2 separate regions of the Mus musculus genome follow, and region 1 is linked to region 2. A link is a contact called in public Hi-C data. All regions are on one chromosome and are shown on one strand. The core of a region is the stretch at or near the end of the contact, and the rest is flanking DNA. Distances in the headings are between cores, read along the strand shown.

Region 1 (3,826 bases), core at 1,181-3,680, 470 kb after region 2:
GGTCTTGTGGGCACAGTGTTGGTGGGTATTTGGTAAAATGGATTGAACCATGAATTTCTAGAGAATATGGCTACCCTGTGGTAACTAGGTTTTTATTTAAGGAGGGTGTAAAGTAGAGCCCATTGAAATACACCTGAGAATTTCTGAAATTAAATATTATAAACAAATAAGGGCTACATACATACCCCTTACCGCATTCCCAATCATATCTGCCTTTTAAGCAGAATCCCACAAAGATGTGTCTGCACTGCTCTGCCGGAAACCTTGCTTTTCCAAAGTGCTCTGGAATTTCTACATACTGAACAGAGGACATTACATTCACTTGGGACACAGAAGAATTTCCATGGATTCAAACTGCAAAAGCTTGAGGAAACCGGAGTATGGAGTAGAGTGAGTGGGAATAGAACATGATAGTCAATAGAAAGCGAGCCCCATACAAAGAAAAAAAAATCTAGTGGAAGCCTTAGCCAGCAGTCAGGGCTCTACAGGACAGGATGTGTGGAAGCTAGAGGTGAACATTCACAGGCCCTGTGCTTAGCTGGGGTTTCAATTATAAGCATGGCAATCTCTCTCTCTCTCTCTCTCTCTCTCTCTCTCTCTCTCTCTCTCTCTCTCTCTGTATGTGTCTGTTTGTCTCTTTCTCTGTATAGCATTCCTCTTATGTGCTTTGCCCCAAGGACACAGAAATGAAAGTCCAGTCCCTGCCTCCAGGGACATGAGCATCGAGGTGAGGACAGACAAATAGAAGGTTCACAGGGAAAGTGAGAACAGAAGAGTGAGGGCCCAGCCCCTCCCAGGACCCAGGAGACTTCTGGGAAGGCACTAGGAGCTGGCGGGGCGGGCGAGGAGACTGGGACTGCATCGAAGTAAAGAAAGGGACAAGGTCAAGGGCTTGGCAGAACCAACAAGGACACAGAGGCCCAAGGAATGAAGTAAATACAGAGAGATCATCTGTGTGGCATGGCGTCGTCAAGGGGTTGCGGCATGAGGTGCAGGCTAGGGGTCAGAAGGAGTCAGAACATTCAGGAACATCTGAGCACAACACCACGCAAGGTCACATAAATCACTTGCAAAACAAAGTGTGTCCAGTCAGTAGATAGATGAGGGTGTGGGCGTGTTTGGTAATTGCACAGCACTGCCAAGATCAACAGTTCGCGTGCACAATTATTCATTAATCTAAATACATGTAGAACAGAAGCGCTCGGTACCAGGACTGAAAGCCCTATGACCAGTGCTGCATTCCTGATAAAATCGCCAGCATTAGTTTGACCTCTAAGGCGAGACCTCTGAGGGAAACTGTTGAACGAATAAATGGATGGAGCCCCCATCCAAAGACCTTCCTGTTTCTGCTGATAGAAACTGTATCTCTTTCATATTTCTTTCATAGTTACTACCTAGCTTCTACTAACTCACCAGGGTAGGTGGATCACTCCCAGAAGGGTACCACTCAGATGGAGCAGGGACTTCATCCCAATCCCTGGTTCTTCAAGAACCAGACAAGCAGAGTGAGTGCCCGAGGAGATTTGAGGTGGAAGACCACAGGGGGAGTGAGATCTACAGCCAGTAGAGAGTAGGAGTCATTTTAACAGGAACACCAGCTGCTGCTAGTCAGCTAGAACAAGTTAGGATTAAGGCAGAGGGAGGGAGAGAGAGAGAGAGAGAGAGAAAGAGAGAGAGAGAGAGAGAGAGAGAGAGAGAGAGAGAGAGAGAGAGAGAGAGAGAGAAAGAGAGAAAGAGAGAAAGAGAGAAAGAGAGAGAGAGAGATGCAGATTTGTGTTTTCAGCCAAGTGATGCACCACTGTCTGAAGTTCTCCTTCTCACCACCACATGCCTAGGACTCAGCAGGATCAGACTGGTACCTGTATAGAGGAGAAGGCAGGCAGTATTATTTAGTAAGACATAGAGCCCCTTCCCCAATTGCCTTTTGTGATGGACATGACATTGAATTCTGAGATCTCTGTATTTAAAAGAGGGAATGTCTCTGTTCCCACAGACAAGACAAGGTGGCAAAGAGTGTCAGGTGTCAGGGCACCCCTCCCCCAATACACACACACACTTCTGACAGCTCTGGTGTTCACCTGTAGGCTAATCTCTGCCCACAGGCCTGGACCAGGCTTGACAACAGCTCCTCCCTCAGACCGCCCCAGCCCTGCTGGGTGGCGGTTGATGATTCCCTGGCTGTTTGTTCTGCTAGAGGAGACAGAAGACTGCAGTGTGCTGGAATCCTGCCCTGCCCACTCTGCACAGCTGCCTCCCCCAGCACATGGAAGCTGCTGAGCAGACAGAGAATCAAAGATGATTACGGGCTGCTGGAAAACCGTGCGCTTCTGCCTGGCTGCATCTGCCTGCCAAGCTGTTATGTAAGCCACAGACCCGTTCAGGCCTGGAACCAAACAATGCTGCTGACAGCCCTTCTGTGACCTGCTTATCAGCTAAGCTGCCAGAAACCCTGCCTCACCTGGAGCACACCTGCCCCTTGAGAACTTTGCCCATCCTGCGCTGACAAGCCATTTTCATATTTGTTTTGGGGTTTCCCTGTCTCTGCTCCCTTCCAGCACAGACATATGGGTGGGTCAGGGCCAAGAGTTGACTTTGGTCAGATTCCAAGTGACTAAGACATTTAACTCTGGAAAGCTTCGTTTCACAACCCAGGGGTTGTTTTTCAGCCTCCTAAGTGAATAATTCACTTTGGCTGTTTAGACACTAGAGCTGAACTCCTGGAGCCCCCAGATGACCTCCTGCCTGGAGAGGGACTGACCGATCTGCTCTGATAACCAAAAACTTATTTAGGGATCCTAGATATGCCCCACAGCCAAAGGCACCAAATTTGATGCCGAAGAACTTTACTTCCAGCATGTCCATGACTCGGTTAAATTTGTTGGTTTCTCAGCACTTCAGTTTCTTAGGTCTCTCTCTCTCTCTCTCTCTCTCTCTCTCTCTCTCTATTGTAATGCAGATGTCTGCAGTAGGCACACAGGAAAATTCAAGCTGAAATATTAGCTGTGCCCACGTTCTTTAAGCATACGTATTCATGTATGCAAGTATGTACTTGTTTTTGCATAGTGTGGCTTCCCTAGGTTGATAGCCGGTACCTTTCTCTTTCTCTCCACTCTATATATCGAGACAAAGTCTTGCAGTTGAACCCAGAACTCACACATGTAACTACTCTGGCTAGTCACCTTGCTCCAGAGAACCCCTGTCTCCAATTTCTGATCACTGGGATTACAACAGGGGGGTGGCCACCCTCATCCAGACTTTGTGCCGGTTCTGGGAATCCAAACTTCAATCTTCATGCTTGCATGGCAAGAATTTTAAATGCTAAGCCATCCTTTTAGCCTTTATTTTCAGCATTTCCAGAAGTATTGCCATTGCATCTGAAACCAGCTCCCAGTCCCACCAGTGTTGATGGTGTTTATGCAGGACATAGGCATTCAAACCTAGATGACACGGGTTTTCATTACTCTCCTTTTTGCGATCATAACTGGTGGTACCCCAGAGTCTGGGCTCATATGTTGGGACTTGGACCTTGGAGTTGGGTTTAACTCTGATCAGAGGCCATAAGACCTGTGCTGTAGCTTGAACCTCGCTGCATAACTGGACTGTCTTGAGCTCCTTTTTTTCCTGCATCACTTTATAATGCACAGGCTCTAAGGGGTCCCATTCCGACGTTGGCTGATGGCTGACCATATTCACCTTCATCTGTTCCAGCCTGGAAAGGGTGAGTAGGAGAGTCTCCATTGCTGAGAACAGTCTATTAGCTAGGATCTTAAATCTTTGGACTCAGGCTTTACTCCTGGCCCTTGCCTTTCTCGATAATACAGGAGGC
Region 2 (3,789 bases), core at 796-3,295:
AGTGTGAACCAAGGCATCTGCAGCAGCACCTGCAGGAGCTTGTACGAAATGAACATTTTTAGATCTTATCTCAGACCTGTGGAACCAGAATCCCTGGGGATTGGAGGCTGGGGTATGGTTTTCCCAGGAGTCTTTCCGAAATGGCAAGCTTGAGAAACTCTGCTTTCAAGCACAAGTGTGCAAAACAGGAAAGGATTGTGTTCTGGTGGGGTGGGTAGCCCAGGCTTTTGGAGAAACTTTGTATTCTATGGAGGACATTGAGGCCTCAGGCAGCATCTGCCTGTAATGGACTATCAGGGTATTATGGGTCCCATGTGTGTGGTGTGGAGGATCCCATAGGTAGTCAAAAGAAAAGGAAGGAAGGAAGGAAGGAAGAGATAGATAGATAGATAGATAGATAGATAGATAGATAGATAGATAGATAGAATAAAACAAAAAGGCAGAGGCTGAGTTAACTCCGTGGAGTGGAGATGGGTGGAAAAGGAGTTTCCCGGCTCTTCTGTCAATTACAAGAGCACCGCTGTAAGCTTCCCTTGTACCTTGCTGGGAGGGGCTCCAGGACAATGGGCAGCTCCTCATTGCCTATAAAAGGTCTGAAGAGAAGCAGCTGTGCAAGTTCCTAACCCCGCCTCCTGTCCCTCATCAGCTCTGTGACCTCAGGCCCATCACCTAATGGCAAGGAGCCTCAGTTTTCCTCATCTGTGAAAGGGGAAGGAAGGCTTGTACGGCGTAAGACTTCAACACAGTTGCTGTTCCCCAAATGCTAAAAGAGGTGACCTGGTACACAGAAGGCCTGATAAAGGATAGCTGTCTGATTATTTTTTGCTATAATACATTGGCTTACTGAGAAAATACGCATTTTGTGAGTCCTGTGTGCCTGTGCTAATGGAAGGCGTACTGATCCCGTGGACAGCTTGAGGCAGCAGATCAGAGGGAGACTTCCCAGAGTGACTTGATGTTTCTTTTTACTCAGCTCTCCTGAGCTTTTGTGATTCCCTCTTGTCTTCCTACCCACCTTCCCTAATGAATGTGAGAGAACCCTGCTGGGAGTGGAGTTTTTACAAGCCCAGGAGGTAAAATCTGGTATGTTCCCTTGGTTGAGGGTCCCAGCAGTATTCTTCCATAAAATGCATCTGAGAACTACTCTTTGATACTGAATGTGGAGATTTTTTTTTAGGCTACAGACTAGCATCTGTGAGCTTTACAGTACTTTTTTTTTTTTTGGTTCTTGTTGTTTAGTTTTGTTCTTTGAGACAGTGATCCACTGCGTAGCCCAGGCTGTCCTCTAACTCACTCTGTTCTTGGGCTCACAGAGATCTCTCTGTCCCGACTGCTGGCATTAAAGGCATGGGCAACCACCACCTGGCCTTTAGTACTTTTTTATTGGGGTAGCAGCTGTAAGCTCTGTATGGCCTTTCTTCTGCTTCTGTATCTTAGGAAGAGGAAGAAGCCTGATATACTGTCATCCTAACACACACACACACACACACACACACACACACACACACACACACACACACACACACACACACAGGTGATATATACCAGAGATCATTTAAGAAAACCAGTAATCATAAGTGTGAAATTATAATTAGCATCCCAATTGCTTGCCAGCAGATCTCATAACTGGCAATAGTTTGTTCCCTAAGTAAAATCCATACATGAATCTTGATTAGCCACAGTCATTTACTTCAAAACCTTTGCCTCACAGATGACACAGAGGAAGATTTTCTGACCCTGACGTGATTCTCACTGCAAAATTTAAACCAGCGGCTTGGTTCCGAGGGAAACAGGTTTTGTCTTCTCCAGTAGCTTATGCACCTTAGCTTGTATAAACACATTTTCCGGCTCCTATCCTCGGCTTGACTTTGGATTCTATTCAATGGACTGTTTTCTCCCATTGATCAGGAATGCAAGAGGACGCTGGGTTTTGAGAGAGTACTTTGGTAAACACAGTGTTTAAAAATAGTTTTCCCCCCTTGTTTGTTTTGTGTTTTCCTGAGCCTGGGAACTGATGGAGGCTCAAGTCCACCCTTGCTGCCAGCTAAATCGGGGCTGCTGGACCTTGAACTGTTACCTAAGCCACCCTCCCTGCTGTACCCGCTGCACCGCTCATTCATAGTGACCCAATTTCTCCCCTTATGTAAGCACGCCGCAGGAAAGAATCAGAGGGAGCCAGCCAGCAGCCGGCAGCATGTGCGGCCACGGCATGTTCTTGGAGGTTCTGTGGCTGTTCGAAAGGACGCCAATATCCTGCCCACTGTTCCAGGAATCCTGAACTGTACATGCCTGTCCCTTCCTGCTGCTGGCAAGGCACCCATCCCAAAACCTTTGTGCTGTTTCCAGAGCCTTGACTCCTGGGAGGGTTATTCAAAGAAAGCCTAAGTCAAATGCTAATAAAACAACTAGAAGAGAGCCCTCACCTCCCTCCTCCTCCTCCTCTCCTGTTTTTTTCTGAACTGTTCACTGCCCGTCCACTGCCTTTGATTGCCAGGACTGCATTTAGCATTAAACATTCAGTTATGGATCAGCATTCCCTTAGAACATGAGAGTAACAGTCATGAACAAGTATCCAGCATTCCCTGCTTATAAGTCAGGCTCTGCCTGTCACGTGTGTGTGTGTGTGTGTGTGTGTGTAAACCCATTGCAGTCCCCTTAACCCTGTGGAGGAGACTAAAGAACAGAGAGGCCACACCTCTCTACACACTAGCTCATGCCAAATACTGTGTGTCAGAGCCAGGGCACAATAGCTTCTGGGGTTGGAGTCATGTTGCCCAAAATGTGCGGGAGCTCAGGAGTAAGGTTCTAGAGTGGGGTCTGGATCAGAGCTCCAGTCTTCCCCACCTAGTGTGCAGTGTACACAGGTCTCTAGCTTCGGCGGCACTGCTAATGCAAACATGGCCACCCCTAGAGATAACAGCAGATGCCGCTGAGTTGTTTAGTGATAAATCAACACTCTGCATTTAGAACCAATTACGGTTTGTGGACAAACAGAAGGCAGGAAGGAGGGTCCTCCGGAGGGAAAGTGAATGGTGGAATGACAGGGGAGAAAAATGGTAAAAGACAAGAAACAGGACAAGGGGTAGGGAAGATGCAGAGGAACCAATGCAAAGCTTACTGGGAGAAGGATGGTGAGAAAAGAAGTGAATGAGAAGAAAAAATAGGTCCCTGCTCCCCCCCCCCCCGTCCCCCATCCCCAGTAATTCACTTGCTGGGACACATCAGCAAGAGACTCGGACCAGGCTTGGAGCAAGTGGTCTGTCCTGAGGATGCTGTTGCCTCCTGCCATCTGCTACTGGCAGGAAGAGGCGGGGCTGCTGGCAGAAGGAGGCGGAGCTTCTGAAGCATTGGTGCTTCCTGCATCCCCAGAACTCCCCCACCCCCACCACTCACTTCGGTTGTTCTTGGGTGGAATGTCTCTTTGCTCAGTGAACCTCCATGGCCTACCTGCAGTGACACCTGTTCTGGGAGCATAAAAAGGGTAGGGGGAGGAGGCTGTGGCTGAGAGCGATTGGGTAGAGAATGTGGGTGAGTTGAGAAGGGATGAGGGCAGGTGCATCTGCCGGCCTTTGTGATGGCTGCCTTTGCTGCCGTCTGTTCTTGCTTCTCAGGTCCAGACACCAGGAGAGTCCATGGCAACAGGGCCGTTATTTCTCTTTTCTTGGCCCCTCAAACGCTCCCTTGAAATCCCTGACAACTCCAAAGTGGAGTGAATGCCTGGGTTTAGCCCTTGCCGACCCCCACCCCCACCCCCACTCCCCATCCCATCCTGAACAGCAGGCAACCAAT

The links. Hi-C and Micro-C count contacts between places; a contact is called where the count stands out from the background.
Region 1: a contact with region 2 is called in a Hi-C map of liver, with 3 times the contacts expected there. The contact joins two enhancer-like sites. A contact is called at or near these places in 2 of 484 Hi-C or Micro-C datasets (both in liver) and 1 of 9 other capture datasets (macrophages).

Annotation. Positions count from the first base shown.
Region 1 is chr1:154,148,096-154,151,921 of GRCm38.p6, forward strand. No RefSeq gene overlaps it. Among named protein-coding and RNA genes, the nearest start is that of Zfp648, 51 kb to the right of the region's middle. Within about 2 kb of position 2,431, at least 171 of the 459 cell types and tissues checked have an H3K27ac peak or open chromatin away from gene starts, as enhancers often do. A contact at or near this core is called in liver, where this site is marked.
Region 2 is chr1:153,677,201-153,680,989 of GRCm38.p6, forward strand. All of the region lies in intron 5 of Rgs8 (regulator of G-protein signaling 8), which reads left to right. Among named protein-coding and RNA genes, the nearest start is that of Rgs8, 26 kb to the left of the region's middle. Within about 2 kb of position 2,046, at least 52 of the 459 cell types and tissues checked have an H3K27ac peak or open chromatin away from gene starts, as enhancers often do. A contact at or near this core is called in liver, where this site is marked.